Linked DNA regions of Mus musculus: all the other regions are linked to region 1. A link is a contact called in public Hi-C, HiChIP or PLAC-seq and promoter capture Hi-C data. All regions are on one chromosome and are shown on one strand. The core of a region is the stretch at or near the end of the contact, and the rest is flanking DNA. Distances in the headings are between cores, read along the strand shown.

Region 1 (4,337 bases), core at 928-3,427:
GGTGAGAGGAGGGTAAGAAAAGCCACAGAAGTGTCAAAGTGTAAGGTTTGTGGAAATCTAGCAGGAAAGAGCGGCAGGTGAGGCTAAAGCAGAGGACAAGATGAGTTTGCCCCACAAGAGATCTGAAGGCAATGAAAAGCCCTTGAAACACTTCTGGCAAGAAAGGCAGAAAATCCAGCTTATGGGACCTGAAAAGGGTTAGAGGAATACAGACGTAACACATGTTTATTGACCTTGTAGTACTTATAGTCCAGAGATGGACAGGGGGAGATCTATTCAAACAATCATTATCAGATAAGACTTGGTGAGGCTGGAGAGGTGGCTCAACAGTTAAGAGCACTGGCAGCTCTTCCAGAGGACCCAGGTTTGATTCCAAGAACCCAAACGGCAGTTAGAAACCATCTGTAACTTCAGTTTCAGGGGATCTGACACCTCACACAGACATACATGCAGGCAAAACACAAATGCACATAAAATAAAAATAAATAAATATAACAACAACAACCACCAAACCCAAAACAATAAAACAAAACAAAAAAATCTTCCTGAATCCTAAGGAGCTCAGCTACAGGAAGGAGTATAACGAGATTTGGCAAAACTAGTGACCTGCCATCTTCAGATTACACTTGGTCAGCAACTGATCCAACAGAACATTCTGTGATCTGTTGTTTTCCGGTTCCAGCTCATGGAACTACTGTATTTCCTGTTTCCTTTGACAGTTCTTTCTCAGCTCTGACTTCCAGTTCCTGAATTACCTGCTTTCCCTGTTAGTTAGTCCATCTCAGCTTATGGTGTTAAATCCTATCTATGTGTTGATGACTTTGAAACTTGTAGCCTTCCCTCACTTCTCTCTTTGTACCCATATTCAGGATGTTCTACTCTACATCGAAACAATTATCAAATAGCTAAGACACTTCTCCTACAGCTAAGAGCAAATGCAGAGGACTCTTCTATGGGCCCTCAGAGTCATATAAACCATAAAGATGGTCCAATTCCTAGCAAATCTTGGAAGGGCAACTTTCAAAATGAATCCAGAAGCCAATCATTTCTCAACATCCCCATGATTATTTTATAATGCCAGGCCACTGACTCATGGTGTTCAAATTTTCTTTACTCTACACTTGTCCCTCACACTTTATAATTTGCAGCGGGGTTATCTTTTAAAAATATGGGCTAGAACATATTTTCCATCAGCTTCTATCAGGCCTGACGATCTGGCTACCCTCTATGTTTGGTTTGATCTATTTTCCACCTCCCTTTGCACTCTCAACTGCCCTGAGGATGACAGGCGTGGGACTGCCTTTGCGATGGCTGTTCTTTCTGCCTGTAATGTTCTTGCTCAGATATTAATTTGGCTAACACACAACTCCAATAGCTCCATTCAATTGCACCTAAACTGACCACCACATAGGAACTCCAACATCCATTATGAAACGTCTCCAAACCCTTCATCTCGCTAAAATTTTTTGATAGCACCGTCTGCCATCAAGTTACCTAACGGTCTTATGTTAACTTTCCGCATAAAATGTAAAGTCCACGAGGGCATGGATCTTTATTTTTGTTCACTTGATGTAACCTGCGGGCTGAGAACAGTACCGGATACTCGACGCGTGTCAAACAAAAACATTTAGCTCGTTCAAAGTAAACGCCAGTCAGTACGTGTGTATGGAGAAGGGGAGAAAAAGGTCAGAGAGACATAAACTTTAAAATAGGACAGGGGAGCCATGGCACGCTCCATTTGACATCTAAGCATTATTTGGAAAAGAGCTAACAGCGACTTCGACGTCTGCTGAAACGAGCTGGCTCGGCCATCTCCAATCTTTAAAGGTGGCGGCAACTGCAGAACTTCGGAATCCCCTCCTCACTGCAGAGCTGGAGCGCAGGCGCCGTGTGTGCCCGGCATCCGAGCGGGACGCCGGTCGCCTAAGCGCGGCCTGAGGAGAGCGGGAAGGCGGCTGCTCCCGCGCGGCTGCGTCTGTCTGGGGTCGCCTTCCGGCGGGCACAGCGCTCGGTACCGCCCGCCTCGCCGCGGCCTCCCCGCTCCCGGCCCCGCCGCCGCCTACCTGAGGGAAGGCGCTTCCGCCACGGCGGTAGCAGAGCCAGGTAGGGAGCCCGCTGCGACCACCTCCTCGGCCGCGGAAACCGCAGCCCTGTGCCAGTGACCCGGAAGTGCTCACGCGACCCGGAGGTGACGCCACAGGAGCCACTGCCGGCCCCCACCGCCGTTTCCGAGAAGGGGCGTGGTCTCTCCTGCTGGCGCTCGGGAAGCAAAAGGCAATGGGGCGACTGTCTGGCTTGTCAAAGTTTGTGGGACTGCAGTGTAGGGAAACCAGGGTTTGTGAGTCTTTCATCTTTTTCATTTGGAAGGTCTGCTGTATAAACTTCGTGACTGATACAAAAGCAAATACGTGGATATTCTGAGTTTCCAGAATTTCACATCCCTTTTCTTTTTAGCGGGGGTGCTTGGTTTTCTGCTTTCAAAACAGCAGCTATAGGTACTGCAGATGGCCAGTGAGCACATGAATTGTGACTTCGGATGCAAACACTCCAGGTCTGAGAGTGAAACATGTTCTCCTTTGTGCCATGCTGTAGGTTTTCCTTTTTAGCCTTTTAAAATCATATCCTTGCAACCCAAACTCATTAAATAATTTCCAAACTATGAAATACAGATCTGATTAAAGTTCAAATAGTGTTAAGATTGTAAACAGGCTGAACTTGTTATCAATTAAAAGAACCAGAGCAGGGTGTAGTGGCGCACACCTTTAAGTTAATCCCAGCACTCGGGAGGCAGAGGCAGGTGGATTTCTGAGTTCGAGGCCAGCCTGGTCTACAGGGTGAGTTCCCGGACAGCCAGGACTACACAGAGAAACCCTGTCTCGAAAAACCAAAAAAAAAAAAAAAAAAAAAAAAAAAAAAAAAAAAAAATAAATAAAATAAATAAATAAATAAATAAAAGAACCGGAAGCATCCACACTGCAGGATTGTAAAGGCCCGATGTTTGAAAGGCTTCACCGGAAAATTCAGTGTAAAAGTTAACGATTAAAGATGAAAACAAGGCACGAATGTATATTCCAACTAATTTATTCAAATGCATTAATGCTGCAGTAGCATGTGTAACAGATGAAGACACACCACTGTATTTGGAACCAGTCAAAGGAAGAGAAAAGGATATACTTTGCAGATCAATGGCTTCTCAGTGACAAAAACCAGAGGTGTATCCTGCAGAGAGAATCAGTCTCAATTCTCACTGAAATGACAATATTATCTAAGAACAGTGGAAAGGGCACAATAAGCGCATTCCGTCTAAATGACAGAATGTGAGCGTCCAATGAAAATCATTTGGAAGTATGAATCAAAGTGCAACAGTGTTTGATGAACTCCAAATTGTGTTCTATGTGAACAGAACCCCAAGGACTGTGCAAGCCAGCAGCCCTGAACATCAATATTTACTAGCTGGGTTCTCATGAGTAAACAATGAAGTAGCTGTTAGGACATTAACCTTTGGAAGTCTATATACAAAGGTACCATGGAGTAACTGACAGCTACCAAGTTCTCTTGTCAAACTAGATATGCAAATACACAATTTCAAATTCCAAGTTTCAATTGTTGTAGGAAATCTTAAGACAACTATCTGAAATAGCTTCTATCATTTTTTTAAAACTAATTTTCATACCCCCACTCCCAAACCCAGGGCAGGTCTCACTCTGTACACCCACCTAGGTTGTCCTGGAACTTGCTAAGTAATCCAGACTGGCCCCAAACTCCCAATCCTCCTGCCTTAGCCTCCAGTGCGGGAATTACATGTACATATCACCATAGTAAGTCCCAAAACAACTGGTTTTCATCTGGTGCTTGATTTCAAATGCTGTATGTGAATTTCTCAAAGCATTTTACATTTGGTTCCACACCATTACATATTATATATAATAGCAACAAACTGCCGTATTCAAATTATAGTTACTTCTAACAGTTCCACATCCTGTTTTGTTTCAGTTACCATTTAGAACTTAAAAGCTCCTACTGGTCTTCTGCTGACCTGATTCCAAATTCATTTAGGATCTCAGAAAGGGAGCAGAAAGTAAAGGGCTCCTCTGACAGGTCATTTGTACTAGCTTAGAATACTGGGCCCAGTTCTTGATGGTCTTAGCAATGCCCACTACACAATTCCCATTCCCTAGTACAAAGCAAACTCTCATTAGCACAACTGTTTGCCTGTATATAGATTTTTCTTATTCCAGTCCTCTGAGATATGACTGATCAATTTCTGCCTCCAAAGTGCTGGGGGATAAAGGGTGTGTACCACCGCCATCTAGCAAAAATTTTTTACTTAAAATACA
Region 2 (4,337 bases), core at 1,188-3,687, 670 kb before region 1:
AAAAGTTGTTTTAGTATTTAAGCACTTTATTGCCTCCTTCCAGCTTCCCACCCCTCACATTATGTGCAGTAAGAAAAACATTCACACACAACAGTGATTAACACAAACAGGCAAGATGAAAGCAACCAACAGAGTTTAGTTTCACCTGAACATGGCTTATACCTTAAAGTTCTGTATTTCTACAACTACCCTAACCTTACAAACATTCAACTTTCCAATGCACTACAGCCAATATCTACTAAGTTTGAATGCACACTAGCCTACAAAACATCACAAAAATATATAAACTTAGCTATATGCGATTCAGTTCAGATAAAAAAAAAAAACCCAGCATATAGTATAATGAGTTACAAATAAACATAGGAGGAGTTTTGGGCCTTAAACAGAGATGTTGAATCCAAAGCCTTGCATGGCCTTGCTAGGCAATTGCCACTGGGCTACATTCCACAGCCCCAAATTATAAATATACCTACATACTCAAGTATTACAAATTTGACATAATACTTAAGTGAAAACTTTTATTTTTTTTTTAAGTTTTTAGCAGAAGCACAACAAAACCTGGCCTTTGAATCATTACTTAGTGCAGAAAGAAACTCCAAAGATCTGAATAAAACTCTTCACCCACAATGCTTATGCTGTTAATTTACTTTTTTCCCCAAACAACAGGCCACATTGGTTTTAGTTTTCCTTAATAAAAGGCATTTTGTATCACTACTTATCAAAGTGTATCACATTTAACTTAGATTTTATTACCTCATAGAGAACAGTGTCTAATTCCTGACCATAATCACAAAAAGTGAAAACAGCCAGCCAGGACTATAAGCCGTGTTACAGAAATACAAATGTTAAATAAAGAGGCTCTTTACAAACGGTCTGCAATCTGGTTCTTAAAAAAAACAAAAAACAAAAACAAAACAAAAATAAGCATCTATTAGTGGCTGTCATCTAAAATGTGTACTTAATAAATGAATAGTACACACAACAACAGAAACTGAGTACACAAAACCAACTTCAGAGTAAGCAGAATGCCAGACAAAAATAGGCTGGGTCCTGCAGTTTAAGTCAATGAGACAAAGGGATGAACACAGACAATACACTACAGAAAACACTAGGATATTTTCTAAAGTATCAAATTAGGCTGCTGACAACCATCCGAAGCACCCCTGGAAGTTCTGGGGGTTGTTTCCAATTCAATGCTTTTAAGCTAACCTCTCTCCAGACACTTGGGCGGCAAATTAGCTTACCTATGGTAAAGCACTTTCTCATAGGAACAAAATAATCATGCAACCTGTCCTAGGAAAGCCTGGGAATGAAATACCGCTGTCTCAAACCCGAAGCATCAGGAAACTTGAAGCAACAGTGAACTCCAATTTGCAGGGGGAGGGAGCACAGCCCTGACAATCCTCTGACTAAGCAGTACGTCTGCTCCACCTGAGAGTTTAAGAAAACTCTGCAAGTTGGTTCGCCCAGGAAGGGTCGGTCTTGCTTCTCTGTGGACTCAACTCAAAAAGACAGATGGATCGAAGAGCATCCTAAAACGGCTTGCCCTTCTCCTCAGTCAACTAAAGTCTTGCCCCGGGGAGACAGAAGACAGACAGACAGAACGACAGACACACACACACACACAACCTCCGGCGCGCTGGCTACAAACACTCCGAAAAGAGCACGAGGCGGAGGGAAGGCACTCGGGTGGGACACGCACACCGGCGTCCGACACCCGGCCCGGGTCCGCTCGCTCGCTTGCAGAACAATGCTCCCGCCGCGCTGCCAACCTCGCAAGTTGCTGCGAGTCTGCGCGGTCCCGGGGCTCGGACCCCGGCAGGGCTGAGGTGGCTGCGGAGTGCGCGAGGGCGGCTGGCCTGGGCTCCGCCGCTCCCGGGGAAAGCGGCGCGAGAAGCCGGGCAGGCAGGGCCGCCGGGCCGTGGGGGCGGGGAAGGCCTGGCCCGGGGCTCCGCAGCCTGCTCGGGCCGCCGCCGGCGGGAGCGCGGTCGGGGCGCGCGAGGGACAATAGCGCGCGGGGAGCGTCGCTCGGGGTCGGCTGAGGCGAGCTGAGAGAGCTGACAGAAGCCGAGGAGACCTGACACGCGCGGCCCGGCTCCGCGACGCTGCGCTCGGCCCGACCGACCGCCGCTCCGTCGCCGCCCGGGGTCGTGTCTCACCTCCCAGCCCCGCCGCCCAGGAGAGGAGCAGAATTAACACTGTCGGCAACACCATCTTCCCCGGCCGCCGCCTCCTCACGGGTTAACCGCGGTGCATCGATCCTGAGGGAGCCGCGACCGGCGCTGGGTCCCGACGAGCCTCCCCGGCAGTGGCACCCGGCGAAGCGCCTCCCTCTCGCTCCACTTCAGGGGCCCAGCCGCGCGCCCTGCTCCGCCAAAACAGGGCCCTCCCTCCCCCTCGGCCTCTTCCTTCCTCCCTTCCCCGCTTCCCTGCCCTCGCTCTTCGCCTGGTCTCAGCCCCTTCCCTGAGCCGCGGCCCTCCGCCTCCTTTCTCGCCACGTGACGCGACGGCACCCAATACACTCGCGAGGCCGCACCCCTGCCTCCCGCCCCGCCCTGCTCCCCCAAGCGCCCCGGGATAATGCGCATGCGTGCCGAGGCGAGCGCCCGGGCCGCTAGGCCCCGCCGCTGCTTCCTGTCCGCTGGCGGAGAGCAGGGATTGGCCTGGGAGGGCGGGGCCGCTGGAGACTCCGCCCACCGCCCCGGGCGGGAGCGCTCTTTTCCCTGTGAAAGTGCTACCTGGTTCTTCCAGCTGTTAAGGACTGTCTCTTGGAATCACACCCTACCCCGAAGCTGTCAAGAAGGGCTTTCGGCTTCTTCGCCTCCAAAAAACTAGAGGTTTTCCTTGCTTCTCTATCTGTTTCTTTTGAAGCTCTGCAGCTGCCAAGTAAACAAAAGCAGTCCCAGCAAACCATGATTTTAGCCGCGATACACAGCTCTGATGGGAACATAAAAGGAAAGATCCAACAGGAAGAAAAAAATACCCAAAGGGGTATCTTCCCGAACCATTAGCAAATGTATGTCACCTACTAGGCCTTAGCCATAATAATAAATAAATAAATAAATAAGCCGGTGGTCCTTAGTCTCCAGCTCAGAAAATGCTCGCTTGTTAGTCTGTTTCCCTCATACCTCCTTCATGCCAACTTCTACAAAACCGGTATTTGACTTCTCATTTACTCGCTTTGATTCTTTATACTCGTATTCAAGAACTACAACTTTAGGAGTAATGGGAGGAGGGATTTGTAAGGGTGGGACTGGGAGGAGAGGAGCGGGGCTGCTCTTCGGATGTAACGCGAATGAATAAATGAAAAAAAAAAAGAACTACAACGTCTTCATCATACTTAACTCTGCTTCGGTTGACTCAAAGAATATGAGTTTATATTATTGATAATAAGAATAAATTGCAAACCTTTTACTTCCGCCCTATATATTTTCTACAACCTACATTGTTAATGTAGATAATGTGGTTTTTAAAGAAAACAGAAATAAAGATGAGAATACTTTTCCCACCCCCATCTCCCATCTCTCATCTAATTATCCCAGGTTATTCTTTGAGTGGTTATGAGGCCAAGGGTAAACATGAACTTCTGATTCCTCCCATCTTCCATGCACCGTCACACCTTACTTAAGGAATATACTTATTTTAATTGTTTTGAAAAATGAATTGTTGTTTTGCTTCACATTACTAAACTCAATACTGCAGTCAGAACTTCCCACATCATCATGATTGTCCTGTCCATTCGTTTCTACTGAAGCATATAAAATCAATACAGAGTAACTGAATGCTGTTATTTCTTTTTCCTTTTGTAAAGTGTCTATTCTGAGTAACCTGCAGACATGTTGCTTATCACATGCGCTGTTTCTGCCTTATGTACTCACAGGCAGTAGAAGTTTTGACTTTTTGAGTTATTAATCCATCTCTGTGACAAGTTTGATATTAGGTAGTATTGTTTATAATCAATTCTAATAATCATAAGCAAAGATCATTTTCTTTTTTAATTCAAAGAAATCGCAGGAGTTTACATCTAAAATGCTGTTTCTTTTCTTTAAAAATATGAATGAATAATGAATGGTATTTTCATGTTACAAGTTTGGACTATTGCTTTGCTTAAAGTCTTAATTCCATTACTGGCATTTTCACAAGTGAAGAGGAAAGTGAGAAAATGTACCGGGGTAAGGTCTGCATTGATGCCATGCATCACAACCCACTTGAGTTTGACTCCCACCCCTGCCTCTTAAAAGCTGATAGACTTTGGCAAGGTTATTTCAAAATTCTTTGTAACCTTGGCATTTCCCTTGTAAAATGAAAATTGCCTTTTGGAACTATTTTGATGGATT
Region 3 (4,337 bases), core at 786-3,285, 640 kb before region 1:
CAGAAAAAACTTTCCATTATCTTTTCTAACTTTTCCAGTTTTCAGGAATTGCCGATCTTGCTTGGCATGGTGGCACATGCCCTTAATTCTAGCACTTGGGAAGCAGAGGCAAGCAATTTTCTGAAAGTTTGAGTCCAGCCTGGCCTACATAACAACTTTCAGGCTAGCTACACTACATAGTGAGACCCAACCTCAATTGAAAGAAAGAAAGAAAGAAAGAAAGAAAGAAAGAAAGAAAGAAAGAAAGAGAGAGAGAGAGAGAGAGAGAGAGAGAGAGAGAGAGAAAGAAAGGGAGGAAGAAAGAAAGAAAGAAAGAAAGAAAGAAAGAAAGAAAGGAAGGAAGGAAGGAAGGAAGGAAGGAAGGAAGAAAGAAAGAAAGAAAGAAAGAAAGAAAGAAAGAAAGAAAGAAAGGAAGATAACTTCCAGTCTTAAAAACACAGCGTTCACATCTATAATCTCAAAATTGGAGTGGGAGAAAAAGTACAAGAGGATTGCTGTGAATTCCAGGTCAGTTAGTCTAAGACACAGGGTGAGACTCTCAAATTGGAAGAGAGGCAGAGCCAGCCAGGGCTACAAATTGAGACTCTGTCTCAAAAAACAAAAGTGAAATAAGATAAGCAAAGTAGTAGAGGGCTCTGTAGAGTGTTTGTCATACATGAATTGAGCCCCAGCCCTAAAAAAAAAAAAAAAAAAAAAAAAAAAAAAAAAAAAAGGAAAGGGGGGGGAAGAAAAGAAAGGAAGGGAGGAGAGAGTTGGAGGTGGGAAGAAAGAGGGAGAAGTCGAAGAGAGTGCCGAGAAAGAGATCATCATTTCTGAGAAGATAATAGTGATATTTTTAGTGTGAAACACAGTATTCAGTAACATGCTTGGTGCTAACACATGAATGAGCAAAATAATGCATTAATTTGTCTACTTTTCTAACCAGTAGCAGGACAGAAGTGTAACAATCCATGATGCACCATATATTTGTATACCTGATACTAAAGGAAGACCCACCTGTCTTGTTCATTTTTATATTCTCAGACAACTTTGAAGAGGGAAGGGTCCAGGAAAAAAAAAAAAAACAAAAAAAACAAAAAACCAAAAAACAAAAAAACCAAAAAAAAAAAAAAAAAAACACCCCACTTTTCCAGAGCAGGTTAGATGATCTATATCCACTCTTGCCAATAAATAAGTAAGTAAATAAATAGAAAAAAAAAGTTGCAGGCAACTCTGTCCATCCTCTATGCAGATGTCAAGCCCTGATGAGAAGTCAATTCTAATTTTAAAAGTCATTTTTTCGGGAAGCAGAAGCTTCCCACTCTGTGCAAAGAGAAGCCAAGTGAACAGAACCGCAAAGACTTGGCTTGCTTCAAACGCAAACTGATTTATTATTATTGGACCAAATTTACCCTCTCGCCTGGGGCGTAGGCCAATATCCACAACCTCATTGAACCTCCGGCAAGGCAAACCAGTAGCTGGTTGGGAGCGCAGCGATTCTCAGCCAAAACCCAGGGAGAGTTGTCCCTGTACTGCGCAGTCTTCCAAAAGCCTCCAACAGAACTCGCCTTTCAAATTTGCATTTCCTAAGAAATGCTTCCAATTCTCAACATTAAAAGCTAAAAAAAAAAAAAAAGAAAAGAAAAAGCCAGCTCTCCCGAGGCCTTCAGGGAATGGCTGTCTTCCAATGCTACTACCACTTTCGGGGTCCACCAGGCTCAAGCCCAAAGTAGACCACACTCCCTACAAGCCTCAGCCACTGCCTTTAAAGTAACCGCGCGCAGCGGGGATGCCCCGGAGTTCAACTTCCGGCAGCACACACAAGATTATTTTCCTAGTGGCGCTGCGGCTCTCCGAGCCGCGCCCCTGACCACGCCCTCAGCCACGCCCCTGGCCTCGCTCTGCCTTCCCTAGCCTGAACGCGCGGGAGGGGCGTGGCCTCGGGGGAGAAGCGCTCCCCGAGTGGGTCCGGGCGCTTCAACGAGCGCAGTCACGCGGAGGCACGCTCCGAGCGGGCGGGCGGGGGCACGCGCGCGCGCTCCCGCCGCCCTCTACGGTGACGTGCCTGGCCGAGGCCGCGCTAGGGCGCTGGAGCTGCTACAGAGCGGCTGTCATGGCGTCGGAGGCGCTTGCTGAGGAGAGCCGGCCGCGGTGTCTATAGGACCAGGGGCGGGCGGCCGGGGATGGAGAACAGCCCTGACAGCCCACAGCCTCTGGAACTAGGGGTGGCGGCCGGGCGAGTGTCGCCGCCGGAAGGGCGACGGCGCGGCGGGCGCGAGGCTGAGGATGGTCCCGCTGGACGCGCGGTGGACAGCGGCGGGCAGGGGGCGGCGGCGGCGGCAGCGCGGAGCAGCCTCGGGGACCCGACGTCCCCCTCGCAGCTCGGATGCGGCGCGGGCTCGGACTTGAAGGACGGCGCGTCGTCGAGCCCTGCCGCCTCGGAGGTGCCTTCAAGAGGGCAGCACAAGGTGACCGCCTCCCCGGAGCTGGCCGAGGCCGCGGCGGGCCGAGGGTCGGGGCCAGTGGGCGACACGGGCACCTGCAGGGTGGAGCAGGCGGCGGAAGAGCCCAGCAGCACCGGCGCCCCGAGCAGCAGCTGCAGCGAGCCGAGCCCCCCTGGGGACTCGCCCAGCTTGGACTCCCTGGAGTCTTTCTCCAACCTGCATTCTTTCCCCAGTAGCTCTGAGTTCAATAGTGAGGAGGGAGCAGAGACCAGGGTCCCCGAGGACGTGGAGGAGGGCGCGGCGGGGCCGCCCAGGGCTGCACCTCTATGCAAAGAGGAGGAGGAGGACCCGGCTCAGGTGCTAGCGGCCTCCAAAGAACGCTTTCCCGGACAGTCGGTGTATCACATCAAATGGATCCAGTGGAAAGAGGAGAACACGCCCATCATCACCCAGAATGAGAATGGACCCTGCCCTTTGCTGGCCATCCTCAATGTTTTGCTTCTCGCCTGGAAGGTACACTCTGCAGCTTTCTACTTCCTACAGCTTGTGGGGTGGGGAGGGGCAAAATGGGGTGAGGAAACTGCTGTTTGTCAGCTGATGGCTTCCTTCCATTCATCAGACTCCTCCTTTTTTTTTTTTTTTTTTTTTGAGACAAGGTTTGTCTGTGTAGCTTAAACTGTCCTCGAACAGTTTAAGATCTTAATGCTACAGCCTCTAGAGTGCTAGGTTTACAGACATGCACCCCTATATCTAACAGTCTCTTATTACATGAAATTAATTCCAGGATTTCTTTATTGAAAGATTATTCATGTGGCAACATGTCAGGAAGAATTGCCCCCAACTTAAGGTCTTTTTTGTATTAAAAATTCAACATTCGGTTAAAGGTTGTAACTGATGGTTTACCTATAAACAAGCAGAATCCAGAGCACCCTGCACTTACATCTTCTGAGTATTTTTAGCTATATTTGCCTATATTATTCCTTACTGACATTATTACATATGCAAAACAGTGAAAATTGGAAACAGTGATTGATCTTCAGTTACTATCAATCTTATATTATGGAGTAAGTTTTAATGATTTTATCTGCGTGTTTTCTGGAAAAGGCTGTTTGTCCCACTGTGGTGTGGATGCATGAAAGAACAGTGATGGGAAAGATACAACTTTTTAGACAAATTCCATTTAAGGAAAAGCATTGGTCTGAGCCTACTTACCATAAATTACTTGTTTCCAAAGACAGTATTTTCATCTTGTGTATGATTTTTTGTTTTTGTTTTTACTTTCCTTGTTTCTTTGACTCTACTTCAAAGGTTTGGCATTTTTACTAGTAACTGTACATTAGAATGTTTGTTAAGGAAGCTAAAACTATTAACAACTAAAATAAGGAATGATAAATCTAAGGTCTTGGAGAACAGGAAGGGAAGGGCAAGTGTATTGAGGCCTCAGAATATAGTGTCATATTTAAGCTTGCAGTATCTGGGTTTTGAGAGGATGCATCTCAGCACCTGTTTTCAAATTGATGATTCCACTTATAGTTAAAATGCTCCCTAGAAGAAGAATAGTTTGAATTATGCTAACCAGTTATGAAGAACTATGATGGATAGTGAGGGAGAGATTCCAACACCAAATCTTGCAGCACTAAGTTGGGTATCCGGGGCTCCTGATGGAATCATCTGGGTTCCAGTCATCTGGATTAGTCTGTTAAGAAGTAAGCATGCATGCTAATGAGTTGGAAGATTATTTTGATTAACCTCTGCTTAAAGCATTCGAGGGCTTTTCTAGCAGAGAGTTCCAAACTTTTCCACATTCTTCCCACAAACCAGTTCAAGATGTCTAAGAGTTACATTGTCAGGTTTATCATTGCAAAGGCTCCATTCCTGAGTACCAGTTTTCTGGCATAGTTACTTTTCTCAGTG
Region 4 (4,337 bases), core at 1,371-3,870, 610 kb after region 1:
ATGAAATGAAAAATTAAATAACCAAGTGAATATTACCTGTTAGACAAAATATAGAGTTCTTTTAAACTTGGAGCCATGGAATGGTCTTTATAATTTTCTGGAGAGAAAAATGCTTTAAGGCCATTTTTGGGTGTAACATCCCTGTGGAATAAAGTAATTTATTTGTACTCGACAATTCAAAATCTCATGTTAGACAAAGAAGCATAATGTTAGAGCTGTAAGTTATAACCTCTACCCCAGCTTTTCCCAATCACCTCCTAGCCAGTATAATTTCATGTACCAGATCTTGTGTATTTACATGTTTTACTTCTTAGATAGCTTTAAGCTTGGAGCAGTGTGAAATTCTCAAGGTCCATAGTTTGTTTTCCTGTAGTATACAAATAACTTCAGAAGCTTGAACAGTAAAGGTGGGACAGAATGACATTTAATCAAGGGTCTGTCAGGGCCAGGGCTCACCTCTGGCATGAATGGTAATGTTAAAATGTAACAACTTATTTTTGATTTGGGTACTATTGTGCCAAGTGAAAACACTGGCCCTCCTATTTACTGTTAACTTGATCTGACTTGATAAATGGGGTGAATGACAGGTGTTTCCTAAACCCATCTCTAAAGTGATAAGTTCTATAATATCAAAATTAGTTTGAGACTAATACAGCCAATGTTGGTTAAATGAAAGAAATAAAGAATTGAAGTACTGAGATTAATTTAAGGATTAATCTGTGGGAATGGAAACTGTAACACTTCAAAATCACTTTGGTATCACAGTGCCAGAGGTGTGGGGGAGCATCTGCACAGCACAGAACTATCTAGGGAATACCTAGATATCATGAGAATACCTAGTTCTAGTACTAGGAAGAATTGTAAATGATTCAGTACAGGTTGGACATGGTGGAACACACCTTTAATCCAGCACTCAGGATGCTGAGGCAGGTGGATCTCTCTGAGTACAAGGCCAGACTGATCTCCATAGTGAGCTCCAGGTAAGCCTGGAGACCAGAGAGACCCAGCCCCCACCCCACCCCAAAATATCCCATTATAATTGAGACTGATACGTTATGGTCAATGTTACTTGAGTGAAGGAATTAAACTGAAATATTGACAACAATTCGAGCACTTCTCCACAAGAAAACTGTAATAATGATATAAAATTATAACTAAGAACTTGAGTGTTAGGTTGTCATTTTAGGAATTGAAATCTTTCCAGCTAGGGGGCTGGAGAGATGGCTCAGCAAATGTCCTGAGTTCGAATCCCAGCAACCACATGGTGGCTCACAACCATCTGTAATGGGATCTGATGCCCTCTTCTGGTGTGTCTGCAGACAGCTACAGTGTACTCATATACATAATAAAAAAAATCTTTAAAAATCAGTCAGCTATAACTCAACAAACTTGGTATATGAACAGGGTAATTTCTGAGACCCTGGTGGCTAAAAATTATAAAATCTCTCCAGGCCAGAAATCTCCTTTCCTATGATACCCACCATCCCCAGCTTGTTCCTTCACAGTGGATCAGGAAGAGGACCAACTCACCAGTTCAGCCTTGGTTCACTCATGGTTATGCTAGAGCTCATCTTCCTAGAATTCTCCTTCACTCTAGCCCACAATTATTTCAGCTGGGCAGTGAAGGCTCCCAGAGAGTGAGGGTCGGATCCTTCCTAGAGTCTACAGTTAACTGAAGACAAACAAAAGGTCAAGATCAAACCTATATCACCTTGGGTCATAAAAAGCCTTTGCTTGATTAGCATCTACCTCAAGTGACTAAAACACACAGGCAGGCAGAACGATTCTTTGTAGCAAAGATCCGTTCCCTTTAACTTATGCAAGGAGTGTTAGCCTCAACATTAGCTGAGTTAGTAAGACCCCAAACCAGAAGGGTGCCCTGTGTTCTCGCATTGTTTACATTATGGCAGGGCTGTCTTCCCTTCCCCTCACTCCCTTACCACCAATACAAATCGTGTTTCCATTTCCTCTAGTTATATACAGCTATGGAGGCGGTCTATGACATGCGATGCACACAGAAAAGGCTCTCTGGATCCCAGGGACCGTGTCCTTTTCAAAGAGAACTTTGCACTTGTGACACTCAGGTGCGAGCAACTCCAGAAAACAATTCACAGGCACCTTTAAAGGTGTCATCGGAATTAACGCTGTAGCTTGACTTCTTCACTCACGCTGGGTGTCTGTCCCTGTCATCCCGTGCGGCCTTGAGATACTTAGGAGTCCAATGCAGGAACTGGCCTCTGGGTCCCTATGGGGTCTCAGGGGCGTCCCTCTCCGCCTACCACCTACCTCTCCTTTCCCCTGAGTGTGGGGCTGAGGGGGAGGGGAGGGAACTACAGAGAAGCAAAGGGAGACAAAAGTATCGGGGAAGGAGAGGGGTCGAATGAGGAAAGCCTTAGGGCCTGTGAGGGAAGCCGCCGAGGAAGACACGTGAGGGAAGCCGCCGAGGAAGGCCTGTGAGCAAAGTCCGGTGAGGCGCTGCCTCAGACCCGCGTCGCCATGTTCCCTCTCCCGCCCCTCGCGTTCCCGACGAGCCGGAGTCGGCGCGCAGCCGCCTTTCCGCCCACCTCAGGGTCCCAAGCGGCTCTGGCCCCCGAGAAAAGCCGACGCTTCCACACACGTTTTGTGCTGAACTCACTGCTGCCCGCCTACGAAGGCCTCATTTAAAAGCCCCGAGGGCGCCCGCACGGCCGCGCGTGATGACGTCACGCGAGCGCCGCGGGACGGGCCTGCGCGCGAATGCAAAGGGAGGACTGGCCACAGTGTTAAGGGACCAGGTAGACCCAGGCTGTAACTTCAGGCTTCCCTCATTCTGATCCTGACTCGTCAGTAGTTTTTATGTGTGTGCTTGATTGTCTGTCTGTCTGTCTGTCTTAGAAATAGTGTCTCAAGTAGGGCAGGTTCACTTTAAATATCCTATGTACTCCAGCCAAGGCTAACCTTGAACTTCTCATCCTTATGACCCCCACATCCTGAGTGTTGGGATTACAGACATGCACTACCACCACACCCCATGTATACGGTGTTGGAAAGGGAACCTAATCTTTCAGGATGACAGGCAAGCACCCTACCAAGTTACATATTCAGCCCCTATCATCAATTTTTATTACATACAGATAAGGGTTTTGGAAAGGTCTAAATAAGACAAAGAATGAAGCTATATTTAGCGCACTACTCAACACATACTAGGCTCTCATTACACCCAAAATCTCCACTCCACTCTCTTTTTCATTTTAGAGATAGGCCAATGTCTGCTAGTGGGCCTTCGAGTCTCTCACGCTATTCTTGCAGCAATTCATTAAAAAGAGATGGATTAAGCACAAATATTTTCTGTTTGGTGTTGAGTGCAAGAAGGACCAAAACTAAAACCGGCTTTTCCAGAACTTCTGATTTTTGGGACTCTAAGTCATCGTGTGTAAACGGATCAAAAAAGAGAGTGACGAGCCACTTTAAGTGTTACTGGGGCTGGAGAAAAGGCTTGGTAGTTAAGACTGTTTGCTGCTGTTCTTCCAGAGGACTCAAGTTCAGTCCTCAGCACCCACATGAGGTGGCTCACAAACATTTGTTATCCAGCTCCTGAGGATTTGGTACCTACCCGCTGCCCTCCTACCTGCTGCCCTCCGAGAGTACCCAAACACATGTGGTACACACATGGAGACATTTAAATAAAAATAAATCTTTTAAGACAAGATGTTGTGGCTAGAACCATAAATGATGACCCCCTTTTAAGCTGGGTGTGGTGGCGCACGCCTTTAATCCCAGCACTCGGGAAGCAGAGACAGGCAGATTTCTGAGTTCGAGGCCAGCCTGGTCTACAGAGTGAGTTCCAGGATAGCCAGAGCTACACAGAGAAACCCTGTCTCGAAAATAAATAAATAAATATTTAAAAATAAAAATAAATAAATAATAAATAAATAAATATTCCCCTTTCAAGTTTACTCATCTTAATCTTCCCTCTTTCACTTGCTTGAAATATCTGATTCTCTTCTATATGTCTTTTGTGTATTTTCTAGTAACATTACTGTTTTAACACACCCATGATGTTATCTTTCTTTCACTTCTGAGTCCCCCATGAAGTATCCATTGTAAGGTAAGGTTGGTAGTCCCCAGTTTCCTCAGTTTTTGCTTATCTTGGAAGATCTTTGTTTCCCCCTCATTTCTGAAGAATAGCTCTGCTGAGTATAGTGATCCTGATTGGCAGTTGTTTTCTTTCCTGACTTGAAATATGTCATTCTGTGCTTTCCTTGCCTGTAGGGCTTTTACTGAGAAATTTCCTCTTACTCTAATGGGGCTTCTATTAAATGTGATTTAGTGCTTTGCAGATTTTACAGTTCTTTTCT
Region 5 (4,337 bases), core at 687-3,186, 580 kb after region 1:
GAAGGTGAAGGGCTTTAAAAGGAGAGTGGTAGGTTGAGGAAATGCTACATTAAACTTTTTACAGTAGGGGGCTGAAGAAATGGCAAAGCAGTTAAGAGCACTGACTGCTCTTCCAGAGGCCTCGAGTTCAATTCCCAGCAACCTCATGGCAACTCACAATCATCTGTAATGGGATCCGATGCCCTCTTCTGGTGTGTCTGAAGACAGCTACAGTGTACTCATGGAAAAAAATTATACAGTAATTGGATGTTTTTTTTAAAAATATTTATTTATTTATTACATGTAAAAGTACACTGTAGCTGTCTTTAGACACTCCAGAAGAGGGCATCAGATTTCGTTAGGGATGGTTGTGAAGCCACCATGTGGTTGCTGGGATTTGAACTCAGGACCTTTGGAAGAGCAGTCGGCGCTCTTAACCGCTGAGCCATCTTACCAGCCCCGTAATTGGATGTTTTAATCCCAGCACTCAGGAGGCAGAGGCAGGTGGATTTCTTTGAGTTACAGGACAGGACTATGTACAGACCCTGTCTCAAAAATCAAAACAAAAATCTGTATGTACTAATAATTTAGGTAACCAACCTCTCAGAAAATCAATGCAAAAGAAAACTTGATAGTGGAAAGTAAGAATTTCAACAAACTATTTTAAAGGATTTTGGGGTCTTCATTTTTTTAAAAAAAGATTTATTTATTTATTATATGTAAGTACACTGTAGCTGTCTCCAGACACTCCAGAAGAGGGTGTCAGAGCTTGTTACCGATGGTTGTGAGCCACCATGTGGTTGCTGGGAATTGAACTCAGGAACTTCAGAAGAGCAATCAGTGCTCTTAACCGTTGAGCCACCTCTCCAGGCCTGGGTCTTCCTCTTTTTAAGTAAATTTTATGTGTATGAATGTTTTGTTTGTATGTATGTAAGTGCACCACATAGATGCAGTGCTCACAGAGGCCAGAAAATAGGTCATCTGGTCCCCTGGAACTACAGGTACAGATGGCTGTCGGCACCCAAGTGATTGGGAATCAAACCTGGGTCCTCTGCAATAAGCCACTTCTTTAGACTCCAATTTTTGGGTATAATTTTTTATATTAACATGGAACACACACGCATATGCACACATGCGCGCGCACACACCTTCTAAAGAACAACAAGAAAATTGCCATTGATGACAAAGCTTGTATTTCTGAAATGACAAACACATTTCTGAAGCTTTTAGTGTTTATTAAAAAACAGGTAACAAAAAGTAAACATATTCTGTCCCCTCAAATGCAAACTGGCCAAACCCACTGCTGATGCTGCTTTCTGAATTAACCACAATACATGAGAAGAAAGAAACAATCCTAGGCTTAATGGCACCTTCACCATGTCTGATAGGATCATCAAGTGTTTTTTTTTGTTTTTTTTGTTTTTCCTGCATCCTCATGGTTATTTCTGCTTTGGGTAGTATCTTACCACATTTACATGGAATTTGTGCAAAGTAGTAGAGATATTGTCACCAAAGCTGTCACACCACAGAATGCTTTTTGTTTTTATAAAACACAAGGGTGGTTGCCTAGTAAGAAAATATTAATTTGCCACTTTTCAGAGATGAAGATTTTTCTTGTTTTCACTTTCGGCGTCCACAAAGGAATTTCAACAAGTTTTCAAACATCAACAGCAGTTTTAATACTGACAAAAATGGGTCAGAAACAATGCACAGAGCTGTTTCTAACATTGGCAATATTTAACTATTGGGCCAGTCTCATTTGAGTGGCAATATAATCAAATTGATAACGTAATACATGACAGTTCCTAAATCAGCAAGTGGTTTTCCTACCTATGATCTTTAGAAAAGAATGCTATAAAAATATTTTTCTTATTCAGTTTGCTGCCATGCTAATGGAGCATTCTACATTCTCCGTGCACCAGGGCTGAGGAGTGACTAACTCCTGCTGTCACCGCCATTCCTGCAGTCAGTAGGTTTCCAAGGCACTTTGTAAGAACTCCAGGATAGCGAGGGGAGACACTCTTCTCACTAGCTGATCTTCTGGGTATGTTTCCCCTTAAAGTTCAACATTAAACACTGTTATAACTGGGTTTTCTGAAACTTCATTTTCTATGGTCCAGCCCTTACATTATTTTCCTTTTATTCCGAGCCACTCCTTCATTTTCAACTTGCTGAACAGGCAGGCAACTGCTTTTGGTTTCCATGGAGACAGGATTCCTGTGGTTACGGGTAGGCATTCTTGTCCCACCAACCTTAGAGATGAAGCAAGAGCAGAATAACTTAATACATTCACAACTTGCCTGCACACAAGCCACTCTGCATCATTTACACAGGGACTCTCAACTTGGGAATGACCTTCTGTAAATTTTTAAGTCCCAGCCACATGGCTAACTTAAGAAGTTTTAATCTGACCCAGTTTTAAAAACATTAAATTTCTAGCAACAACGAGGAAAAAAGCTAGAGCAGGGCTCAGCTGTAAACTTCTGTTACATTTGCAAGATGCTGAAATGTGAAATTAGAAAACGAGGAAAGGCCAGACCTTTGAAGCACTGTGCAATTTTGTAGAAAGGCAAGAGAGGAAGGAGAAAGTGAGGACAGGGAGAGGAAATACAAAGGAATGGAAAGACAAACAAGAGGCCAGACATAAGATGGAGCAAGGCAAGGAGATAAGGAAAGAAGTTGGGAGAAGAGGCAGTCTAAAAAAGGAGTAAAAAACATGAAAGGAAAGAAGGGGAGAAACCGGAGGAGAAGAAAACTGGAGGTGGAAGGAGAAGAGGATGCCAACTGAACGGGGAGGAAAAGGCCTAGAAAGGAAGAGGGGATAGAGCAGGTGAGAGAGACCCATCTCCTCTTCATGCCTGCTCCAACTTGTACCCAGCCCAGAACCAGAGTCCTGCCTCAAGAGAAGACTTGGAAATGCTATAACCTTCCTGACCAATTAGAGGCCTCACACAGAACCAAAATTGTATATAGCCTACAACCATTTCCACAAAGCTGCCTACATCTGCCTCAGATTCCCCTTGCCACCTTGCACCAGAAGTGTTTCTGTACATCCCGTGCAGTCAATCCCACAGATGGGAAGGTAGGGTTATGATACATTCAAACCACTCTCTCACAGTCTAGCCTAATGAACAAAATGCCAGCATGGAGGTTCACTAAGAATGTACCAAAATCTAGTATCTCTACTTTCTCTTTCCTAAGCTTTTTTTGGTTTGTTTTTAAATTACATGACTAGAAATGGGGCAAACTTGAGCGCTTCAGTCAGACAGTGTGTCTGTTGGTCTCTGATGCTCAGGTCTAGCAATGAGCGACCAGTGAGTGCTGACTCTCAAGATGCCTGTCACTTGCCCACTCAGCAGGCGTTTTCCCTGAAGGTATTCATTAATTGAGTTTTTGAGGAAGGCAAACATTCTGAAAACTGTGTTCAGTAAATGGCTACTATAGAACCTATAGTGGTGAAAGGGGAGCAGATGGGACTCTGCAGTCCAACTCTTCTTGGTGTCGTAGAAGGCAGATGCAGATACTGGAAAATGTGTCAGTTCAGGGCTGCAGCCCTGTCCAAGGACAAACACGTCATTTGAGAGCAGTTGGGATGGATGGTCACACTAAGGCAAGGCTACACCAGAAGGTGTAGCAGACAAATGCTTCACACAGGCTCTGACTTCCCAGTTTTAAGAAAGCTCTGATCTTTCTACATATATGCTAAGACTAGAATCCTACAGGTGCTGAGCTCGGTTGGAATTATTAAAGTCCTGTTTCTATGGCCTGGCTAGGAAGGCAGGGAGGTGACATCAGGGTGGAGAACTGCACAGTGTACACAGTCCTATGCAATGTGAACACCAACACCCAACAACAACAAAATGAACAATGAAAAAGTCCTTAGAATTTGTAGGAAAAGCTATTTCTTAAAGGGCTTCAGGATGTTTACTGCCTGGGCATAACAGAAAGAAAAGAAGAACAGGGTGTCCAGGAGACACACACACACATTTACTATAGGCTAGCTGTGGTGGAAGGGGTTCTGCTGGCTTTTAAAACACACCAAGGGAATATTAGTTATCTAACTGTCTATGTCGCCAGTGCTGGGCTATGCAACAGTCTGTCCCCTGTACTGGACACTGTTCAGTAATACACATGGTTGAATAGTTAGAATGTGTATTTATGTGTTCACACAGAATTTCTCCTTGTCTAACAAAATTTTCTTGTTGCACTGCAGCATATTTGACTACTCTACTGAAAAAGTTAAATCTTCCAAGAAATGCTAAGGTATAATAAGCATTCAATATTTGTAGTTAGTCTATACACTCACTTCTTTTAAAAACACCTTGTATGTTTTCTTCATTTGGGAGGCAGAGGCAGGC
Region 6 (4,337 bases), core at 875-3,374, 560 kb after region 1:
CCTAATGCCAATCAATAGGGTACTTTAATAGCTCAAAGACACAGGATGTGAAACATTGAGGCACCAGTCCAAGGCCTCTGTCAAAGCCTCAAGTGCTGCCTGGCTAGTTAGTCAAACTTCCTGAACCTCTAACACACCGAACAGGAAACCCTCAACCGAGAGATGCACCTAGTGGGTTGCCCTGCTGCAGCAGACCTGATGGGTGCTTCTGGAGAAACCCTTGGACTTCAGATCAGCTGTGTGCTTCGGAGAGCGGAAGAGGACAGGGATCTCTCTGCCCTGGTCTCCTCTGCTGGCTCCAAGTTCCCTGACTCAGATCCAGAGTGCTTCATACTCTGAAAGGAGCAGGAAGTGGGTGGGACTGCAAGTCTCCAAAGCCAACCTAACAGGTCAAGGGACACAGGCTGCAAGACAGTGGGAGGAATGCAGGAAACAGAAACGGGAGAAGGGTTTCCAATTGATAGGATTTATGATTTGATCAAGACTATCTTTAGAACTAAGGGAGAAAAAAATTGAGCCCCACATCAGTGATTTATTCTTCCTACCCACAGATCACCCCTCACCCTCCCCAGTTTGCATTCTGCTCCCCTGCCTTTAGCCAGAACTCGGATACACTGCAAATTAATCTTTTTCTGGTGCTAGCTTGGGATTCCAAACACATTCTATAGCTTTGTTGGGGTTGGGCAGGGAAGTGGCTTCCCGAGTCCAAGTTGCAGACCCACCTAATTATACTCCTGAGTGTTTCAGGCTGAGGATCTTGAATTCCAAGAGTTTATGGTTGCTTTTAAGGGCTGGAGTTGAATATGGCATAATAGTTCACACATGAATAGCTTTTTCAAGTTCTGGGAATGAAGTTCAACCTACTACGGTACTCTACCAATTACCAATAAGCTTGATCGTGATCATAAGCTCATGGTTTTTTTCTTTTCTCTCTCTCTCTCTCTCTCTCTCTCTCTCTCTCTCTCTCTCTCTTTTTTTTTTTTTTTTTTTTTTTTTGGTAGTTGGGTTTTTCCCCCTACAGGAATCTCACTTACTATGTAGCTCAGGTCGGATTCAAAAGGGATCTTGCTGCTCCAGTCTTCTGAGTGTTGAGATTACGGCTCTGTCTCAAGTAACAGTTATTTTGTTGCCTTTGCTTTGCTTTTACATTTGCATGACACTGTTTCAGTACGCTTTATTTAGCTATTTTTGAATGAACTTGTTTTCGGAAACCTTCAATAACTCAGTGTGAGTGGCGCTATCAACAGCAGAGTTCGGAAACCACTTTCATAGATAAAGAAACTTCTCCAACCACAGCCCTCCGCGCCAGCTTTGGAACCTGAGGCCCAGGAACCACGCCCTTTTCTATAGACCCTATCAACTGATTCATGGTGGCATCAGCACAGTCAAGGCAACGTTCCCTACAACCACCCGGGGACACTTCCTTCTGCACACATTCTAAGCGAGCCACAAACTCCCCAGAAGAAATGAAGTCTGAGGTCGCTGACCTAGCAGACAATCTAGCGTTCATGACGAAGACTGAGTTGAGATTGTAAAGAAGGGCACCCAGTAGTCAAGACTTGAGGTTCTGGTGCCCCCTGGACCTCCCCCAGGTACCCTGCTCCGACTCCACAAAGGCACGTCCCTCAGTTGCAAGGAAATTCACCTGAAATTGCAGAAGTTACGGTCCAGAGTGAGAGAACGCAGTGCGGAAAGCGAAGTGGGACTTCTCACTGCTGGGCCGGAGGCTCCCCCAGCGGCCACACCCAGTCCCCCTCCTGACATCTAGCACGTCTGGAATGCCGCCCCCTCGGCTCCCCGCCCCACAAAGGGTCTCCCCGTTCCGAGGAAACCTCAAGGGGAAGCACGCCCCGACCCCTGCGCCCCGACCCCTCAGGAGAGTGGCATGCAAAGAGCACGGTCACTTGCGGGACACTTTGCAACTCTGTTGCAGGGCCTCGCAGATCACCGGGTGGAGTGGGTCCCTCTCCGTGCCTCCCGGGGTCCCCATCGCCGGAGCCTGCCCGCTCCCCGTTCAGCACCGCAACCCCGAGGCCATAGCGGGCGACCGGGCCGCGCCCCACTTACCTGGGCCGGGCACGTATCGCTGAGAGCCTCCCTTGAAGCGGAGCAGCCCGGCTGGGCTGGGTGGGGCTTTTATACCCGCCCCATCCTCCCAGCGCGAGGCCGCCCCACATCCCCTCCCTCCCCGGCCTGTTCCCACCCTGCTGGGTGACTCATCCAACTTGGAACGTAGCCCAAGCCCAGTCCTGCCCTACGTGACAGCTCCACCGCCTCCCCAGGCCCTACAAGTATCCACCCATTTCCCCCGCCCAAATCCCCTTACTCCTAGAGTACAGGGCCCTGCTCAGGCTGGCTCTGGGTTATTAAGATTTCAGCTGCTTGGCTTGCCCAACTCACTTCTTTTGCTTTTAAAAGGCTTCTAGGCAGCGAGGTAATGGAGGGTAGAATTGTTTCAAGGCGCATATATTTGGATTCCTCTGAACTGGGCCGTTGGCACCCAGCTCTCCATCACTGTCTGCAAACATATTAGCTTAACCTCTGGTCACCAGCTGGAGCAGTGTGAGGAGGGTGTTCGCTTGGCCCTGCTTTACACAGTCTACTCCGCCTTGTAAATCAAAGCGGAGAGGCCTCTAACCAGCTAGGGAGACTAAGAGGTAAGGCTAGAAGGTACCTCCTTCCCCCAGTACTCCAATACACCCCAGGTCCTACGGTCTTTTCCTAATTGTAGGTTATTGAAGGTTTTTCCCCCTTCTCATTCCTTGACAAACTGTTTCTCTGGGTCATATTGTTTCTTTTCTAGCTTGCTTTTCCAGGAAACAACGCAGTAGTGAACTGTGTTTGTGGGTGACTGTTCACACCGCATTAAACTTCAAGCTAGCAAGAGAGCTGGAAATACCTTAAACACTAGTTTTGGTTCTTTTGTTTTGTTTTGTTTTGTTTTGTTTTTGTTTTTCAAGGCAGGGTTTCTCTGTATAGATCTGGTTGTCTGGAGACTAGGCTCGTCTGGAATCAGAGATCTGCCTGCCTCTGCCTCCCCAGTGCTGGAATTAAAAGTGTACACCACCACCGCTGCCCAGTCACACTAGGTCTTTCAACTCCGTCCTTGCAGAGTCTACCTCTCTGCTTTCTCTAGGTTCTAACGATTCTCTTCCATCTAGTTGTGTGTGCTTGTGGTTCACTCGTATCACACGTGGTCACGTGTATCACACATGACCTGCAAGGCGCTGTCAGCCTCTAGGATGCTGTCCCTTCAGAGCACCCACCTTGGCCCAGCTTGTTATTTGAGACAAGGTATCTCTTTGGCCTGGAGCTCACAAATTAGGCAAGATTGGTTGGCCAAAAAGCCTTCTACCTGAACTTGGAACAGAACTCAGGTTCTTAAGCTACAAGATCTTAGGCCACTATCTTCCCAGCCCTGGTCCCTTCTGATATCAACATCTGTTTATACTTTCCACTACGGTCTCAATTCACTCCTAGGAACCAAAGGATGACAGTTAGGGGAAGAGATAGGCACAGTGCCCACTGTCACATAGACAGGTAGCTGTGAAGTTGGCCCCAGCAGAGTGACAAACAGAAAACAAGATATCCCTTTTGATACAATGTCTGATTTACATTCATAGTGCTTCAGTGTGGGCAGCTTTAAAGACAGAAACCTTGTTTATCTGACTACTGGGGGTGAACATCTTGGAACATAAGACACAGGCACACACTACCAGCAAGCAGTAGCCTGCCTCCCTGGGTTATTTCTCCACCCAGGCCCGCAGGCTCCACATTCCTGCATGTGTGAGGGAGGGTAGGAGGTCCAATGTCAGAAGTAGCATTGAATTGACATCATGTGAAACATAAAAAAGCCACCAACCATCCAAAACTATTTTTGACTTATTGTGGACATCTGGCAAAGCTAAATGTACAGAGAGCTGTATGTGGCCAGGCCTCATTTATGTCCTGCTGAATACGAGCTCTTTCTTCTTGTCCTATCTCCTTAGCATCTCACATTCCATCGGGGGATCTCATTGGTTCTGTCTGCAAATTCATCTGATACACGTTTTATCAAAAGCCAATCTGAGGGGACTCTTCCTTGAGACACAGTTGGGATGGTTTGGAAATCAAATTAACCAATGCCAGCAACGATTGTATTACACTGAATACCCTGACTAGATAGTTTATAAAAATCCACAAAAAGGTCAGATGGGTGGGGGATGGGAGGAGGTAAAGTGCCTGCCTTGAAAATCGTGAAGACCAGAGCTCAGTCTCCAGAATCTATAGTGAAAGCTGACTGTGCTACCTGAGGTAGCCCAGACCTAGGGCTTTCAGTTGGCTCATCCCAACATCTA
Region 7 (4,337 bases), core at 1,262-3,761, 530 kb before region 1:
TCAAGAAATGTCAAATAGTAAGCTGACCAGGTCCTGAGTCATAGTGCTTAAGATCAAAATTGAAGATTCTCTTCTATAAAATTTAATCATCTTGGCTTTGGTTTAGTTTGGTTTTTGTGTTTTTGGAGACAGGATTTCTCTGTGTAGCCCTTGCTGTCTGGAACTTACTCTGGAGACCAAGCTGGCCCCCAACTGGATATCTGCCTGCCTCTGCCTCCCAAGTGCTGAGATTAAAAGTGTGTGCCACCACCACCTGGTCTATTCAATCATCTTATTCCCATCACAACTGTGTATAGATCGGGTACAGCAGTTAAGAAAATTATGTTCCTAACAAAATGACACAGAAGTCCATGACTTATTCTGCATGGAAACTATAGATACCAGGCATCAGACAGTTATTTGTCTACTCTCTGTGACAGTTTATGAGAAGCGGAAATTTGCAACTATTCAAATAAGATTATACTCACCAGATGTTTTTAATAACTAATTCCCATTTATTATCAAAATATTCATGTGAAAATTACCTTTCGCTATTCACATCAGATCATTCTGCCCTGGAAATACACAGAGCCCAATTTAAAAGCTACATTAAAAACCTAGTATCCCCATACCTTAAAACTTCTTTAAAGCTAATCAGTTGTGGGGTTTTTGCTTTTGTTAGTATGATCGATGAGGTCTTTTGAATTTCACTGAAAATTATTAGACTGCATAATGGAATAAATGGGAAATAAGCAGTATGTCAATTAAAACATTAAACAAAGGTTACAGATCTTGAATATACTAGAGAGAACAGCAAAGAGCCAAGGAAAGGTCTAGTGGGAATTTCACCAAAACTCTGCCAATTGTGGGGCAAGGTAGACATGGATCAAACTGTATTTCTTTCTTCAGATATTCCTACTATGAAGGATCGGTATGCAACTTAACTTTGTACCTTTCCCCAGAATCAATAAAGAACTTTCTTATTTTCTGGTCATCTTCAGCCGAATCTGAAAGGCTGCAAGTTACTCAGAGCCTGCTAACAGTAACTTTCTTCCTTGACCCAAGAAGGCAGAGTGCCAGAGGGAAATAGCAAAGAATAGCACTATATAAACAGGGCGAGTGGTACAAGAGCAGAGCCAAGTTATAGAACCAAAATATATTTTAAAATATGTTCAGAACTCGTAACAACCTTTGCCTTTGGTTGGTTTCTTGTTTGGAGTATCAGTTGAAACAGTTAATTCAATATTATCTGGATCGCCTCCTTCCTCTTCAATAGCCTACATTAGAAAGAGAAGTTAATATGCTACACAAACTATCTAAACTTATTTTATAAAAACTTAATGAAAATATATTACCAAACCTCCAGCCTCAAAACATTAGAATTGCCAGTTATTTTACAAACCGACTTCACAAACGAGTAATTATGCTACACAGAAAGGGGTGGAGGGTGTCATTGAGTATCGAAATGTCCTGGAACTTGAAATTCCACCCAGTCGATGGTTCCATGTCACATATACTGAACAAGAACCTAAATATGTTCTATTACAGAAAGTTTGTAGCTACTTAAATAAGGAAGAGTTTTCCTAACGTATTGCGTACACTTGTTCCCGTCTCCGATTCCAAGGCTTCACGCGAATAAACCTGAAAGCTTAACAGGACTGAGAACGTGGATGATTACGCTGATGCAATCAGAAATTAAGAATTAAAAATAAATCAGTTAAAAGCCTAGTGGGGAAAAAAAAAGATGAATCTTCCCTTCTCATCCACTCATCAACTCCCACTACGGATTTCTCTGAACAGGGGTGAAGAAACGGTTGGACACAATTAAACGGTAACTTCGGCCAAGTCAGCAAACTAACCATCGCCTCGGAGCCCGAGAGATGCACGCGCTGCGCACCGCCCGTAGGCCGGGGTACCCAGCGCCGCCCAGGGTCTGCAGCTCCACCCTCCGCAGGCCGCAGAGCCGATGGAGAGGGCGTCCCAGGGGAGGCAGGGGGCGCGACCGGCGGCGGCTCGCGAGGCCGCTGGAAGGCCAGGCTCCTCGCGGAGGCGCGGGCCCCGCGCGCCGGGCACGCACAGGCACCACCCGGTCCGCCCCGACCGCGGAAGCGTAGCACCTAAACGGCGCGGCCTACGCTGCCCTGCGCGCAGCGTCCGGGCCTCACCTGCTTCAGCCGGGAGACCAGTACCGTCTTGACCCCGTTGATGTCCAAGTTGCGGCGCTTCAGCTCGGACCTGAGGTCGATAACCCGCAGCTCCGTGATCTTCTTCCCTTCCGCCGGCCCAGAGGCGGCCGAGGCTACCACGGCCCCGGCAGCGGCAGCCATTTTGGGAAAGCAACGCGCTGCCGAGGCAGCTAGTGGGCTGCAGGGCGGCGGCGGCGGCGGAGGAGGAGGCAGCGGCGGTGGAGGCGGTGGCCGCGGCAGCACCAACTTCCAACCCGGGCCCCGGGCGGCCAGCGGCGCCGCGCTACGCTGCGCACAATGAGCCACTGACCACGCCCCCCCACGGGGACCACGCCCCCGACTCTGCTCCAGCGCAACCTGCAGCGGCACCCGGATGACGGGTGCGCGTGCGCACTGAGCAGGCATGGAGGGGGCGGAGCTCGCAGCGGACCGGTGGCTCGGCCTCTGGCGTGGTCCCGGGAAAGTCTCCGCGTGTCCAACCGCTCAGCTGTCCTCGGTACCACGGTTCCCGCCTCTCCATTAGCCTCCTTCTCCTCTCATCTCTTACCTAGAGCCATCGCCACTTGAGAGGCACCCCATAGTAGGGAGAGTAGGTGCGTCTCTTCACCGAAATGAGGGGGCGTGTGCGCCAGCCTTCCCGGAAGAAGTACGGAATCATCGTGGAAAGGTGGTCGGGGTATACTAGTGAACTTAGGTCGGCGGGTTCCGCCCCGGAACGCCCAGCGAAACCTGAGGCCGAGAGCCCAGGGGACAGTGTCACGCTGTGACCCCCTGAAGCTTAGCCCCTCTTTGCCTGAAAACTACCAGGCAAACGTCCTCTCCTCGTTTGCCTCAGCTTGCCCATCCCCTCCGACGGGCCTGATGGCTCAATGAAATTGTTCACAAAAGGAGAATAACTTAAAAGTATATGTTGCCCTGATCCTATACAGTATCCTCTGCCCTGCGCCGCCAGCATTTGGTATGTCAAGGACAGGGGCCACTTTATGGAGAAATAGCCCGCATAGTATCTCTTAGTAATTTTAATATTATTAATCATCACAGCGTAAATATCTATAGAATTAACACAAAGTTGGACAAAGTTAGGAAACACAGGGAACTGAATTAACATTTACTGGTGGGTGATGTTTTGTAAAGGCAAGGGTATGTTTTGTAGAGCGAGGTATAGAGCGGTGGGAGGGACTGCCTCATCCGGCTGATGCTGAGGCATCCCCACCCCAGGTACCATCCATAAGACTGGTCTAGTATAGAATAGAGTTTATTTGGGGGTATGGCAAGGGGAGCTGAGAAGGGAGTAGAGGCAGAGAAAGGGAGAAGACAGAAGAGAAGAGCCCGGCCAAGAACACGTGGAGGGGGGAGGGGAGAGGAAGAAAGGAGTCAAAGGGGGGGGGGGGACATTCCCATCCAGGCCTACCTGGCTGTTGCTAGGTAAGTGTTGGGCGGAGCCTAGAAGGAATGCTAAGGTGCTAACAAAGGTGGGGTTGAGGTTGTTTTGTTTTACATCTTTCTCCAGTTTCCTGGTTATAAAACTTAAATTGGACTGGGCAGTGGTGGGACATGCCTATCAGCACTAAGGGGAGAGAGGCTTGTGGATCTCTGAGATACACTACACTCCAGCCTGGTATCTGCAGAGTGACCCAGGACAGCCAGGGCTACACAGAGAAATCCTACCTTTATAAATAAATAAATAAATAAATAAATAAATGTGAGGTGTGCCTTACTTTGGGTTGCTACACACAGAGGAATCCTACCTTTATAAATAAATAAATAAATAAATAAATAAATAGTAAGGGTGAGGTGTGCCTTACTTTGGGTTGCTCTTTCTGAATCATTGGTTCAAATGGAGGAAAACTGGACGTTATAAAATCATACCTGGCAGTCAGTCAGTTCAGCATTTCTTTATGACTTTTAAGGAATTCTGGGATATAACAACCCCTTTAATTCTTCCCAGCTGCTAAAAGAGATTAAGTGACTTATAAAATATGGCTTACACATATGGCTTGTGTGTGCCAGTGCTGTGCTAATAATCTTAGATCTTCTGATTCCAAGTTCCACTCTCTTATACCACAAATTAGTTTGTCACACTCACCAAATTTTAGAATTCAAAAGATTCTTGATCTTCCATACCAATTTCATCCCTCCATATCCCTTCACAATAAATGAAGATGTTAAGAT

The links. Promoter capture Hi-C pulls out the DNA fragments that hold promoters and counts their contacts. Hi-C and Micro-C count contacts between places; a contact is called where the count stands out from the background. HiChIP or PLAC-seq counts read pairs in DNA pulled down with a chosen protein or histone mark.
Region 2: a contact with region 1 is called in a promoter capture Hi-C map of erythroid cells, with 29 times the contacts expected there. The contact joins the promoter of Adam10 here to the promoter of Gtf2a2 in region 1. A contact is called at or near these places in 10 of 39 promoter capture datasets (the C10 cell line, cranial neural crest, erythroid cells and 6 more), 2 of 484 Hi-C or Micro-C datasets (embryonic stem cells and regulatory T cells), 2 of 115 datasets of contacts at active chromatin or transcription factors (memory CD8 T cells and thymic regulatory T cells) and 1 of 9 other capture datasets (liver).
Region 3: a contact with region 1 is called in a promoter capture Hi-C map of erythroid cells, with 17 times the contacts expected there. The contact joins the promoter of Mindy2 here to the promoter of Gtf2a2 in region 1. A contact is called at or near these places in 7 of 39 promoter capture datasets (the SN4741 cell line, erythroid cells, hippocampal neurons and 3 more), 1 of 484 Hi-C or Micro-C datasets (CD4 T cells), 2 of 115 datasets of contacts at active chromatin or transcription factors (large pre-B cells and memory CD8 T cells) and 2 of 9 other capture datasets (adipose tissue and liver).
Region 4: an H3K4me3 HiChIP or PLAC-seq map of the 230-238 cell line shows a contact between it and region 1, with 5 times the contacts expected there. The contact joins the promoter of Ice2 here to the promoter of Gtf2a2 in region 1. A contact is called at or near these places in 14 of 39 promoter capture datasets (the 3T3-L1 cell line, 3T3-L1-derived adipocytes, the C10 cell line and 9 more), 6 of 115 datasets of contacts at active chromatin or transcription factors (the 230-238 cell line, the SCID.adh cell line, bone marrow-derived macrophages and 3 more) and 1 of 9 other capture datasets (macrophages).
Region 5: a contact with region 1 is called in a Hi-C map of adipose-derived mesenchymal stem cells, with 3 times the contacts expected there. The contact joins the enhancer-like site here to the promoter of Gtf2a2 in region 1. A contact is called at or near these places in 2 of 39 promoter capture datasets (the 3T3-L1 cell line and cranial neural crest), 3 of 484 Hi-C or Micro-C datasets (3T3-L1-derived adipocytes, adipose-derived mesenchymal stem cells and bone marrow-derived macrophages) and 3 of 115 datasets of contacts at active chromatin or transcription factors (bone marrow-derived macrophages, embryonic stem cells and pancreatic cancer cells).
Region 6: a contact with region 1 is called in a promoter capture Hi-C map of neutrophils. The contact joins the promoter of Anxa2 here to the promoter of Gtf2a2 in region 1. A contact is called at or near these places in 8 of 39 promoter capture datasets (the 3T3-L1 cell line, the C10 cell line, the HPC-7 cell line and 5 more), 1 of 15 datasets of contacts at CTCF or cohesin (the NIH/3T3 cell line), 1 of 484 Hi-C or Micro-C datasets (bone marrow-derived macrophages), 8 of 115 datasets of contacts at active chromatin or transcription factors (the NIH/3T3 cell line, bone marrow-derived dendritic cells, bone marrow-derived macrophages and 5 more) and 2 of 9 other capture datasets (adipose tissue and pancreatic islet).
Region 7: a contact with region 1 is called in a promoter capture Hi-C map of liver, with 4 times the contacts expected there. The contact joins the promoter of Sltm here to the promoter of Gtf2a2 in region 1. A contact is called at or near these places in 19 of 39 promoter capture datasets (the 3T3-L1 cell line, 3T3-L1-derived adipocytes, the C10 cell line and 12 more), 5 of 484 Hi-C or Micro-C datasets (CD8 T cells, Sertoli cells, embryonic stem cells and 2 more), 11 of 115 datasets of contacts at active chromatin or transcription factors (astrocytes, effector CD8 T cells, embryonic forebrain and 7 more) and 3 of 9 other capture datasets (adipose tissue, liver and pancreatic islet).

Annotation. Positions count from the first base shown.
Region 1 is chr9:70,010,388-70,014,724 of GRCm38.p6, reverse strand. Gtf2a2 (general transcription factor II A, 2) reads right to left here and starts at 2,177. Exons shown (of 5, transcript NM_001039519.2): 1 at 2,064-2,177. It overlaps Bnip2 (BCL2/adenovirus E1B interacting protein 2), which reads right to left. Exons shown (of 11, transcript NM_016787.4): 11 at 3,066-4,337.
Region 2 is chr9:70,677,082-70,681,418 of GRCm38.p6, reverse strand. It overlaps Adam10 (a disintegrin and metallopeptidase domain 10), which reads right to left and starts at 2,437. Exons shown (of 16, transcript NM_007399.4): 1 at 2,160-2,437. The coding sequence starts at 2,214.
Region 3 is chr9:70,654,872-70,659,208 of GRCm38.p6, reverse strand. It overlaps Mindy2 (MINDY lysine 48 deubiquitinase 2), which reads left to right and starts at 2,035. Exons shown (of 9, transcript NM_172772.2): 1 at 2,035-2,936. The coding sequence starts at 2,163. It overlaps Gm31872 (a long non-coding RNA gene), which reads right to left and starts at 1,538. Exons shown (of 3, transcript XR_379591.4): 1 at 997-1,538.
Region 4 is chr9:69,396,281-69,400,617 of GRCm38.p6, reverse strand. It overlaps Ice2 (interactor of little elongation complex ELL subunit 2), which reads right to left and starts at 2,620. Exons shown (of 16, transcript NM_145618.3): 1 at 2,565-2,620; 2 at 1,531-1,672; 3 at 37-141. The coding sequence starts at 1,571.
Region 5 is chr9:69,429,935-69,434,271 of GRCm38.p6, reverse strand. Ice2 (interactor of little elongation complex ELL subunit 2) reads right to left here. Exons shown (of 16, transcript NM_145618.3): 16 at 1,198-2,231. The coding sequence ends at 2,103. Among named protein-coding and RNA genes, the nearest start is that of Anxa2, 22 kb to the left of the region's middle. Within about 2 kb of position 1,936, at least 96 of the 459 cell types and tissues checked have an H3K27ac peak or open chromatin away from gene starts, as enhancers often do. A contact at or near this core is called in adipose-derived mesenchymal stem cells and pancreatic cancer cells, where this site is marked.
Region 6 is chr9:69,451,470-69,455,806 of GRCm38.p6, reverse strand. It overlaps Anxa2 (annexin A2), which reads right to left and starts at 2,124. Exons shown (of 13, transcript NM_007585.3): 1 at 2,068-2,124.
Region 7 is chr9:70,540,889-70,545,225 of GRCm38.p6, reverse strand. It overlaps Sltm (SAFB-like, transcription modulator), which reads right to left and starts at 2,511. Exons shown (of 21, transcript NM_025690.4): 1 at 2,145-2,511; 2 at 1,169-1,256. The coding sequence starts at 2,306.